Regions from separate parts of the Sus scrofa genome. Here region 2 is linked to region 1. A link is a contact called in public Hi-C data. All regions are on one chromosome and are shown on one strand. Each heading gives the region's core, a stretch centred on a gene start, on an enhancer-like site or on the middle of the called end of the contact. The rest is flanking DNA. Distances are from core to core; before and after follow the strand shown.

What was found. A called contact is a pair of places that touch in the nucleus more often than the background predicts.
Region 2: a Hi-C map of retroperitoneal adipose tissue shows a contact between it and region 1, with 6 times the contacts expected there. The contact joins two enhancer-like sites. A contact is called at or near these places in 2 of 5 promoter capture datasets (fetal skeletal muscle and liver), 32 of 47 Hi-C or Micro-C datasets (adipose tissue, alveolar macrophages, blood and 14 more) and 2 of 2 datasets of contacts at active chromatin or transcription factors (alveolar macrophages and skeletal muscle).

What each region holds. Positions count from the first base shown.
Region 1 is chr1:145,833,463-145,839,394 of Sscrofa11.1, reverse strand. No RefSeq gene overlaps it. Among named protein-coding and RNA genes, the nearest start is that of CTDP1, 25 kb to the right of the region's middle. Within about 2 kb of position 3,869, at least 2 of the 83 cell types and tissues checked have an H3K27ac peak or open chromatin away from gene starts, as enhancers often do. A contact at or near this core is called in omental adipose tissue and retroperitoneal adipose tissue, where this site is marked.
Region 2 is chr1:146,018,094-146,023,991 of Sscrofa11.1, reverse strand. ATP9B (probable phospholipid-transporting ATPase IIB) reads left to right here. Exons shown (of 30, transcript XM_013985712.2): 30 at 478-1,017. The coding sequence ends at 614. Among named protein-coding and RNA genes, the nearest start is that of NFATC1, 18 kb to the right of the region's middle. Within about 2 kb of position 3,746, at least 9 of the 83 cell types and tissues checked have an H3K27ac peak or open chromatin away from gene starts, as enhancers often do. A contact at or near this core is called in omental adipose tissue and retroperitoneal adipose tissue, where this site is marked.

The DNA of each region.
Region 1 (5,932 bases), core at 2,620-5,119:
AAAAGAGGAAATCAAGCAATAATGGAGAACAGCTCCTTGGAACTGGAGGCGTGGTCTCCAGGCGGACACCTGACTTGATCCTACAGAGACGTGCCGCCGGGGCAGGGGCTGCAGTGTCCTGGGGGACAGGGAGACAGAGTGGGTCTTGGGCTCAAGAGCAAGGCTGGAGGCTGGAAGTCAAGACGGCAGGGCATCATGCCTCAGAAGATTCCAGCGAGAATCCTCAAATCTAAGGATGTGGAAACTGCCAGGATAGCAGTGGGCTTGCTGCAGGCAGAGGTGTGGTGACAGTGCTGCTGGGTCTGTGCCTTGTGCACACGGGGTGGAGGCAGGCTGGGCAGAGGCGCCAGCTGTGAATACCTGAAAGGCAGCCAGAGCAGCTGGTAACCCAGAGATGGAGGAACTGCTGAAAGCAGCTTGGAGATGGAGCAAGTGCCCCTGGAAAGATGAAGCCTGGTCTCTAAGAACACACTCGATACGTTTAAAATAAACGCTGACCTGAGAGATATCATCCTCTGATGGAGAGAGCAGTGCCGGCCGGATAACTCAATAAATGTCACCTGTCTTTATTATCATTGCTATTATCCTTAGGGAGGCTTCACTTGAAATGAGTATATTAATAATTAATATCAAATTGTCTTCTCGTGTCTCCCAGGGAGGAGGAGATGCTGGTGGGATGTGGAAAGTTCATCAGTTACTTCAAGTCTAATCGGCCTTTGCGATCCGGGTCCAGGAAAACACCATTGATCTGCCATGTCTCTCAGGAGCTCTGGACGTCCACGTGCTGGGCTGTGGCAGAGCAACTCTGGGTCCCACGCCAGGTGCACAGCCCAGCACACCAGCAAGTCTCTCCTGCTTGGGACACCCATGTGCCTTCCCCTCAAAGTCACTTCCCAGTGACCCTCTCCATGTCTGTCCTGTTAAACCCACAGCCCTGCCCTGCACTCCGGCAACCTGGTTGCTTTTCGAGGCAACTCATTTCCCACTGGACAGACATTGACTTTGCCTCCTGACTGTCCCCTGGAACTGAGGTCCTGCTGTGTCCCCTGCACATGGTGGGCCTGGATGACTCTTCCAGGCTGCCAGTCTGTGGCCTGCTCAGGGCAGTTGGGCTGGCTGTCACCGCCAACCGGTTACAGACCCTTTAAGGCTCTGGGCTGCTCACTGCTGGGTGGGTGGTCTTGTAGCAAGTCTTGTCCTGAAGAGAAAGGCCTTCTGCTCCTGCGGACACCACTCACTGCTACTGTGGGACTGCAGCCCCTTGACGGCACCAGCCCCAGACTCCCGGCTGGTGGGAGCAGCGGTCAGCCCCATAGAGAGCTTCAGTGGCCAGGTGGAAGCTCCAGGGTGGGGTGACTGCCCTCTCCAGGCCTCCAGACCCTGCTTTGAGCTCAGTCTTGCACCTGCCACACAGCTGATGCAGGCTCTCCTCAAACCCAAATTCACAGCAACACAGGGCTGGGGCCAGGGGTGGGGAGGATGAAGGAAAAGGTGGGAGTGGGTGGCCGGCAGCATCACTCCAAGTTGAGACTTGAGGGAATGGCAGGCTTCTTTCTAGAGCCTGAGCTCAAAGCTCAGCTAGTGTCTGAGTCCAGGAACATGGAGTACCTTGGATCAGTTTTTGTTAATGCTGAAATTTAATCTCATTTGTCCTTTTATGTGAGTAAATTTTTCTTTCTTTCTTTCTTTTTTTTAACAGGTGCACTGCGGACATATAGAAGTTCCCAAGCTACGGGTCAAATTGGAGCTGCAGCTGCTGGCCTACACCACAGCTCACGGCAACGCTGGATCCTTAAGCCACTAAGTGAGGCCAGGAATCAAACCCACGTCTTCACAGATACTAAGTCAGGTTCTTAACATGCTGAGCTACCATGGGAACTCCTCATGTGTGTTTTAATGCTTTTGGGCAGGGGGATTATAAACTTAAAGCCAAAACAGAGAGGTGGATGGGGAAGACATTGTGCTGTGGCCGCCACACCACCCGGAGTCCCTCCCGGAGGCGCTTCTGTCTCCAGGCGGACCTATGCCCAGCCACAAGGGTGGTGAGTCATGTCCAAGGACCCCAGGCCTGCAGGGCTCAAACACTTCCTCTTTCCGAGGCACAGTCAGTGTCCGGAGAGCAGTTTGTCCTGTGTGTTGTCCACCAGACCTCACAATATTTTCCTACTCCTGATGCATGGGAGCAGGTTTCCACGGGATGGTGGGCTTTTAAGGAAGCTAAGGTAAATTACACTCAATATTAGTTTATACTTGTATTTTAAAATATTTCTTAATAGTATGATGGAGTCCAGAAAAGTAAAAGTAGAAGTAAAATAAATGAGAATTCTGACACTAAAAAAAAAAAAAAAAAAAAAAAAAAAAAAATCCCAAAATCTGAACGAAGATGCAAATATAGGACAGACATGGAGGTGGGTATTTATAAAGGGCTGGATCACATCCTTTTTCTGTGACAGGCTTGCTCCCTGCCAGGGCTTTGGTGATACCACAGCGTCAACATATATGGAACAACTTCTGTTTAGGGCAAAACTCTCAAGTACAAGGCTCAGGCCATCTTGAGGCAGAATTCTACTTTCAGGGAAAATAACTTATGTGCTCCAATTTACTCTCTGTAAAACATGAAATAAGCTCAAGGAAGTAAAGGGCTGGACGCTTTGCTGGCTGCACTTCCAACCCCTCCCCTCCATCTCTTCCCAGGAGGTTTCCTTCCTGGCCCCCCACATGCACTCACTCCTGCAGCCCATCATCGTCCGGCCCCCAGTGCCCACCGTGAGCAGGGGTCACCCCATAGGGCCGACATGAAAACTACCCAGGTCACCCATGCTGCACCCTCAGGGGAGCAGGAGCCCTGACAAGACCTGGGTGTTGATGAAATGACCCCAGGAGTCCCAGCGGATGGGCCTGGAGTTCTGGAGCCGCCCGGTGCTCCCAGAGCCAAGATGATGAGGAGGGGCCAGTGAGGAAGGTCAGATCACCAGTATTCCTCTGCTGAGGGCACCGCCACCGCCAAGGAGGGCAGACTGCAGGGAAACGAGGGCAGACAGAGCCATCCAGGACCTCCAGGGCAAGGGCGGAGCAGGAGCACAGCTCTCTGATGCCCGCAGACCCTTGGCCCCAAGGACCAGCGGGTGTGGACAGTCCATACCTCGGTCCACATCTGCTGGTCCTGGTGACCTGATCCTCCTTGTCCCACCTCTTGCTTGCATTTCTGAGACCCAGCGGGAAAACCAGGCTAATGTCTGGCTGCCCATCCTGCCAGGATCCTGCTGCCCTGCTCCCAGGCCAGGGCTGATCTCTGTGTCTGTGCTGCCTCCCAGGATGGGCATGTGAGCATCAGATCTGCACACAAGCTCCAGGAGGGAGTGTTCTGTGAGCTGGGGTAGACAGGAGGGCAGGGTTGGGGGAGCGCAGAGAGCAGCCAAGGGTGATGGCAGGGGGCCCCTGTCATGGCTGCATCAGGCCAAGCTAAGATTTAATAACAAAGAGGAACCAGGACATGACCTCACAAAGGGTGCCTCTCCTGGATGTGCCCCAGAGAAGGCAGGCTCCATGGGGCCAAACACCCGGCACAGCTCAGCCACTGGGCGGTGTCTCCCGAAGGAGAGGCTGTCTACCTGGCCCGGGTCTGGTCTGCTCTGCTGCACTTTCTTGTTGTGCCCCCGGGGGTAAGAGGCCAGCCGCTTAGGAGACAGTCTGATTTCTGTTTTCCAGGTGGAAAAGCATTTCTTGGTCTAATCTTCTGTGAAGTTGCTCCAGCTTGTTCACTCGACACACAGAGTGGGGACAGAACAGTCTTGAGCGGCTGTGCTGTGTGCAAAGGAGTGAAGGCGCTGGCTGGGGGGGTGCTCTGGGGGGTCCTGTTCTTGGAAGACTTGGGAGAGGCTGGGCCTGCTGGCTTCTGACAACCCAGAGTGGGAGACACAGCTGCCTGGCCAAGTGGCCGAGGCCTGCATGTGGCCTCTGGCAGGAAAAATGTCCACTCTGGTCTGGTGACACCCCCAGATGTGGGGGAGGGGCCACACCAGTGTCATATCCCAGAGCCTGGAGTGGCGCTCAGACAAAAACTTATCTTCCATGTGCTGGTCCACCAGGTTCTAAGCCGCTGCTTTTAAGGGCTCTGAAGTTGGGCAGCTTCCAGGTTTTTCTCAAGAGGTTTCTGGGGAGCTGCCTCTCTAGGCCTCCTATTGGTGGCCTTGCCTCTCTGGGCCAGAACCAGAAAAGAAGGGGCCTGGGCTGGTCCCCCGGCATTGTCCCAACCTTGTGAAAAATGTTATCTTTTTAAAATGAGAAAGTATGATAGACGTTCTATATAACTATAGAAACTATAGTAGAAAAAATATAGCTATAATAGAAAAAATAAAAATCTTAAATAAATAAATAAACAAAATGAGAAGGTGCTGTTCAACTCCCATTGCTCTGCCATGCATCTTTGCCCATGTCTGGACTCTAAATTAGAAACTCTGACCTAAAATGCTGTGATAGGCTTAAACGTTTGGGTGAAAACATCTCTTGAGAAGTGTCTATAAGGGCACTTATTTTGGGTCAGTGTAAGCCGGGTGGGCTGCCCGGCCTTGCACCTCTAGAGCCCCTCCTGCTGTGTTGTTCTAACTGCTTTTCTTTCCTTCTCCAACCCGGTCACGTGGGCTAAGGAGAAGCTTCTGAAGGGCTGGAGAGGCTCTCAGGACACTCTCTCCCGCCCAAGAGGTGCATCGTGGCAGGGATCGTGGGGAGACAGGCCTGAGCCCAAGTCGCCGCAGGACCAGACCCACTGGGGTCTGAGTGGGAGGAAAAGACCTTAACCTCTAGCTCAGGGTCCCTCTGTGTGGGACGGGAAGAAAAGAGTGACATCTACGTAAAGAACGTCACGAATTCCCTCATGGGATGGATGGAATGCGGAGGGAAAAGTACAGGAAAGGGCATGAATATTGTGGCCCCCATGAGGCCAAGGGTGGAGTGCAGAGTGGAGCTTCACCCCAGGGACGCTGCGGCTCGACACCCCGCGGGGTGCACCTGAAAGAGGGGTCCTGGCAACTCTGTTGTGTGTCACGTTTTATCTGTCTGCCAGGGGAGGGGGACTGGGCCTGCAGACTGATGAGTCCAAAGCAGTCCTCACTTTCAAAGGACCAAAGGCAGCTTCACCACAGGGCTGGTCCTTCTGATAATGGTTAGCTCCTTCCCTGAATTTTGACTCTTTTTTTTTTAATCTTTTTTTTTTTTTTTTTGGCTGCACCCACAGCCTGCAAAAGTTCCCAGGGCAGGAATTGAACCTGAGCCACTGCAGTGACAGTGCCAGAACCTTAACAAGATGTACCACCAGGGGAGCTCCCACTGCATTTTTTAAATTGCAGTAAAAGACACATACAATGTACCATCCTCGCCATGTTCAAGAAAACAGTTCAGCAGTACCAAGTACAGTCACACTGTTGTGCATCTGTCACCACCATTCATCTCCAAAACCCTTCTTCTCTTGCAAGATTGAAACTCTGTCCCCCTTACACACACCACCACCCCTCCCCAGCCCTGGCCACACTCTCTACTCTCTGTGAATCTGGCCACTCCAAGTCTCTCACATGCTGTGACGGGTCCGTTTCACTCAGCTCAAGTCCTCCAGGCTCACCCATGTTGTTGCCTGAATCAGAATCTCCTTCCTTTTTAGCAATAAACAACACTGCCTCGTCTTTTACTGCATTTTGCTCTTCTTCATCAGACCACTTTGGCTCAGGGGACCGTGCACTGGGGACCACACATATCTTTTTGAGATCCTGCGTCAATTCTTTGGTATATCCCCAGCTTCCACTGTATTTGAATAAGCGAGCTCATCTTTCTCTGAGCTACTTTTTACACATTTGTAAATTTAACTCATTTAATTGAAATGTACTGGTAATTACTGTTTTTGACGTTGATAACCAACACCATCTACAAATCGGTTTTCTGC
Region 2 (5,898 bases), core at 2,497-4,996, 180 kb before region 1:
ATGGGACCCCACGTGCACCATGCACTGGCCAGTGAGTGGTTCCCTGCGCTTTCCTGAGCCCCCAAGTCCCTGACTCCCACTAGGGAGATTCGCCCCAATTCTGGTGACATCCTGCAGGAGTTTCTCATTTTAGTTTTGAACACATGGTCCAGCTTTGCATCTGGCTCTTCTCACCCAGAAAGGTGGGCCTGTTACTGCGAGGTCGCCAGGGGTGCGTCCTCTGTCCCAGAGACTAGGGGCTTGGGGGCAGGCAGGCAGGGACAGCAGGGTGGCTGGTCCTGCGGTAAGATAAGGGGATGAGCCTGGTGGTCCACACCAGTCACAGGGGTTCCCTCAGGGGGCACTCGGGTCTGAGTCCTCTGTCCAGAGTTCATGGTGCCCTCACAGGGAGGGCAGGGCTCCAAGGGCACAATTCAGAGAGGGCCCGGGTTCTCTCCAATCCGGGTTCTTACTCCTGTGCTGGGTTTCTTTCTCCAGATGTTGCCTTCATCACGACCGTGACCTTCGTGTGGAAAGTGTCAGCCATCACCGTGGTCAGCTGCCTGCCCCTCTACGTCCTGAAGTACTTGAGGCGGAAGCTGTCCCCTCCCAGCTACTCCAAGCTCACCTCCTAGGGCTGCACACCTGCCACAGACAGGCCAGGCCCCGGGACCACTGGATGTGGCCGTGCAGCGGCCACTGAGGGACGCGAGGAAGGCCCAGGAGGGAGCCCCAGACTGGGCGCCGGGGACCGGCCGCGCCTTATCCATGCAGGGGCCAGATGTCCTTCCTTTCTTTTTTTATTGTTTTTCAGAATTTAATTTCTACATCGCAGCAGCTTGAGTTTCTATTGAGAATGAGCCCTCGTCGTCTCACTGCTGCTGTAAAGCGTTCATCTTACTCTGGCACACTCAGCACTCGGAGAAATGAAAGTTTACTTAATACGCTGCTGTTTCCTAACATTCAAATTCTTTCTTTGATGTCATGATAGAGAAAGTCATTCCTTCTTAACTCAAATAAAGTCTAGATGCTGTCACAGCCAGGGTCTGTGCTGCCACCCTCATGCCTCCCAAGGGTGCTTACACGCTCCTCAGGCCCACAGAAGCCACGTGGCACAGAGAGATGAGTATGCACTGTAGCCACATGCTGCTCAGGCCCCACTGTTGGCCAAGCCTGTTTCTGAGCCTGCTTCTTTTACATCTGTAATGTCACCCTTAGACTCCCAGCCACTCCATGTCCATATGCCACTGCCTGGTACTCAGTCATCACCACGCGCCTCCCTGATGTTGGGTGGGAAGCCTGCCTTGTCTCCCGGCTGGGGCACAGGCTGCTGTGCTGTGGACAACCCGGGGCGGCTCTGGGGCTGACTCTCGGGGCACCTGCTCTCCCAGGGGATGGGGAGTCTCTGGGCACTTTGGGCTTCTCCACCCAAGGGCTGCTCCAGGCTGTGGGTCTGTGGTCCCACACCAGCTCCTCCCAGGCCCCCCCAAGCCGCAGATGGAGGTGGGCAGAGGATCTGCTCCTTGGCCCACCTGGACCTTTCCTGGTGGCCGTTCCTCCACCCCCCACAAGGTGTCGCTGTTGCAGCACCTCTCAGAGCCACTGGTTTGCATGGACCTGCATCCTAAGGGAGCAGCTACTGCTCAGCCCCAGAGGGGACTCTGGGAGAACTGATACGGTGGGGGAAGAGGTGGCGGGTGAGGAGGGCTCAGGCTGTGCCAGCCCCATTGCCCTGAGAAGTCCCTGGACATTTCACGCAGAGAGAGAAATTGTCCTCCGCAAGTGTGATAAAGGCAGAGAAACATGAGGTCAAGGTCAGTGGGAGGGTGTGTGTGGGTCTGTACATGTTCACAGGCAGTAGAGGACACTCAGCTGGGTGGTCAGGAGACATGACTGATGCAACGTGGATGGCAAGTGTGAGGAGCCTGGCCTAGAATCAGGTTCTCAGGTGGGTGGTGCCACCAACCCCAGGAACGCAGCCACATTCCGGGCGCTCAGCCTGGCTGGACCACAGTTCAGGGGTCGCTGTCTTGTGGGCCTCCCAGTTCATGACACGAGCCCCCTGGGTGACCTCAGTACCCAGGGCCCAGTGCTTGGACGTGTCCCCATCCTGGGACAGTGATGTCAGGTGTCATCTGACACCTAAGAAAACCCTAGACCAACAATGAAGGAGGGGGAGAGACTTGGCCTCTGTGAAGTTTTAAGTGACCTGGCCCGTGGCTACATCCCCACCCCATGCAGGTAAGATCTGGGGGGACATGGGGGGATAGGGTCACCAGTGCCCTCAGGCCAGGGTCAGGCTTTGTTCCCCTGAAGCGCCACCTCTCCAAGGCGACCACGCATGCCGTTCCTGGCGAGGGGGCCGCAGGGCAGGCCTGGAGTGTCCTCAGTCCAAGGTGGGAGGGGTCCTTCCCAGCTCTGCCTGGCCCCGTGGCCAGGTCCACCCCGCAAGGCCTGCAGCTGCCAAGCCCTCAGCTCCCTTAACACCTGTTCTGGACAGTCCTGTGTCCCCCTCACAGCCAAGCCTGGACTGCTGGGAGGCCGCCCACCAGTCTGGGCAGGTCCATACCCTGGTGGGACCTTCCTGCATGTTCTCTCCCAAAGCTCCTTATCTTGGAATCATTTTCCACTTGGAGCAGTTGGCGTCCACACAGGAGGGGCTGTGCTGGGTTCCCTGACTCTCCACTAAATCCTCATCTGTCCTAGTGTCCCTATGTTCTGGCCGTGGGGAGCTGGGCAAGGAGCATGTGGCCTGAGTTTTGGAGTGGGGCTGGGATGGGCCCAGGGCAAAACAGGCAGGTGACACCAATTGGTGACCCGAGGAAGGGGGTGCCATAGCTACTTTCCTGATGGCCCCAGGTCGCGGGTTTTTTGGGACCAAGCAGGCCCTGCTCCTCCAGCTCCTGCAGGCACCAATAAACAGGAAACGCCTTGGCCACTGGCAGCAGCTGTAATTGCAGGCGATTCCAGAAGGCGGTGCTGGAAGCTCAGAAATGCGGCGTGGCAGCAGCAGGTCCAGGCTGCTTCCTCTTTGCTGAGGAATCAGGGTGTCTGTCTCCTTGGGCTGGAACAGTGCAGAAAGTGTGGTTCCCCGAGGACCTGGACTTTGTCACCTGGAATAACCTGCCTGCACCCACGGACGTCTGGATATACGTGGCGCCTTCCCCTGTGAACAGCCATGTGGCTCCTAATCCCTTCAGGGAGACCTGCCAGCCGGCCCCACCTCCCCCGCCCATCCTGGGCCACAGCCCCCTTCCTGATGGAGGAAGGCTCCAGGTGAGTCTGGAAGGTTCTGTCCTTAAGTCTCAGACAGTGGCTGAGCGGAACCGGGGGGCCCAGAAGGACCGGATCTTGTATCCCTTTTCCTGAATCTAAAAACACTCAATAGCAGAATTTTCCAAATTTTATAGCTACATGATTTTAAAGACAGAGGAACCCGCCACCCCTATGCTGTTTTCCAACTCTGTTCCTGGAAATGGCTTCCAGGCCCACCCACCCTCACCTCTTGGCCTCAGCTGGAAAGGGGGATGCCAGCCAGGTCCCTGCAAGGTCCCTGAGGATGTGGGACCCTCGAGGCAGAGGCCCCCACACTTGCCCTGATGAAGCCTGAGTGGCACAGTCCTTGAAGACAAATGCTTTCAGCATTTTGAAGGTCTGTTCCCCTAAAGTCGACCTGGACAGGGGCCACAGGACTGCTCTGCTGGTGGCTATCAGGATCCTGGCTCCCAGGAGGCCACAGAAGCTGAGTCCTGCGTGTGGCAGGGCCCTTCAAGGACACTCGTGGATGTGGATGGTCACCACCTGTCCTCTCTGCCAGCAGCATCTGGGTTTGGTCCCAGGCCATTGAGGCTCCCACCAAGGGCCACTGGCCACCATGGGACATGTGGTGTCCACTTCCAGGGAGGCGGGCACCCCTGCAAGGAGGCCAGGACCTACATCGCCCCTTGTCCCCCTCCTCCAGCTGCCTGAGCTCTGCCATCTGTCCCCTGGTGCAGTGGCTGGTTGGGTCTGGAGGGAGAGCTGGGTTCGAGGCCAAAAGGCTCCGGGCTGAGGCCTGGGCAGGGCTTTGGAGCTCCAGGGGCCAGAGAGCAGACACAACTTCTGAGCAGAGGAAGAAAAGGCTAAACTCAAACCGGCCTGGGAGGCACGCACCCAGAAGCCAAAACACAGGGCCCCGTGAGAAGGATTCCTGGGTCATGGTGACATCCCCCACCACAGCGGAGCCTCTCCCCCACTCACCCCCACCCCCCAGCAGAGACCAAGGGGCTGTCCCAGGCAGGGTCCCAGGTTCCGGGTGGAGGCCTTTGGGCCCAGGATCCACGTGTCGAAAAGTTCCCCGCTGGGTTCTGGGGGAGTCAGGAATGACAGTGTCCAGGGCCACCATCCCCTGCTACCCCTGCTCCAGGGGAGACCCTCACGCCCCTCCCCAAGTGTCCTGTCATGCTCCTGGCTGTGGCCACACCACTCCGACCTCTGCCTATATCCTCACGCCTGGGCTCTCTGCATGTCTGTGTCCAGATTCCCGTCCTGGTTCTGTGAGGACACCTGTCTCACAGCCTCTAGGATAGCCTAGTCCTAACTACTTGCATCCACAAAGACTGCTTCCCAGTCCTGAGACTCTGGGTGGACAGGAGTGTGGCCACGGTCCTGCCCAGCCATGGGTGACACCTGGGCACTGTGGTATTGTTCGTTCAATAGCAAAGTGGCTCCTGTCACATCACATCAGGCTTGTCTCTTCCCAACCTGAATGTGCAGCACTGTTACCGGCCAAGCACAGACGGTTTTAAGTCTATGATGTAATAGTGGGCCAGGATCTGGGGCTGTGGCCTCATGACCATGTTGTGCCAGGGACCTCCTCCCCATGTCCAGCATCCTGGGAAAAGTCAGACACCTGGGTGGTTAAGTGGAGCCTCTGAGTTTAAACTTGGTTCCCAGGACCTGCTTTGTGGTTTCTGTAAAGCCCGGGGCTTCTTGGCACAACCGCAGGGGGCACCATCCACACATAAGTGAGCTGACCATGAAGTGTTCAACTGTTGTCTCAGGCACCTGGACCCTATGTCCATCAGACACCGAGATCTTCTTGTCCTGAGTGGCCCTGATTGTCACTCCCTGATTGTCACTCCTTGGTCCTTATCAGCAGGGTTCTCTGAGCATCTGGAGGCTGTTGTCATGATGATGACTTTGGGGTCTCATTCCAGGAGAAAGGTTGCTGTCATTCTTACTATTTTCCTCAAACAGAAGCAGGAAGGCAGCTGTGCCTTCACTCAAACCTACCACTAACTGGACCACATCTCACAGCCTCTGCCCCAGCCTGGAAAGTTCTACTGTTGTTCACAATCATAGAACAGAACAACGAACAGATGTCAAGTTTAACTGGCACACCCCCCCAGCCCTCCACCCAAGCACTGCCTTGGGACAGATCCTGGAGAAATTCCTGGAGGAGGTCCTGAAGAAGGTCCTGGAGAAGGTTCTGGAAAATGTCAGCTGGGCCAGGGAGGGGATGTACCATCACCGCCTTCCAGCCTCTCATCTCGTCAAAGTCCTAGGAGCTGCTCTTGTTTCTTTATGGAGCCTGTTTTCAGTCCCCATGGTTGTGAGGCAGTAGCACCTGGGGCCCCCTGGGGAAGTGACAGCAGCTCCCTGGAAGTGATACTGACAGACCGTGGGTGCATCCAGCGACCGACCCCAGCTGGGCTGTCCATTCCTGCCCCCATCAGCCACCTCTAGGCATGAAGCCCGTGGCAGGACCCTCAGCAGGGCTGAGGGCCCCTTGTGACCCAAGACTCTTCTTCCCACTGAGTGGCCGCCTCCTCCCAGCAGGGCCTCCCAGGGGACCAGGGACCTCCCCCCTCATGGGCACACATTCTGGGCCACTGATTCCACACCCGCACTGCTGGGACATTCTGACTGCCTCTGCCC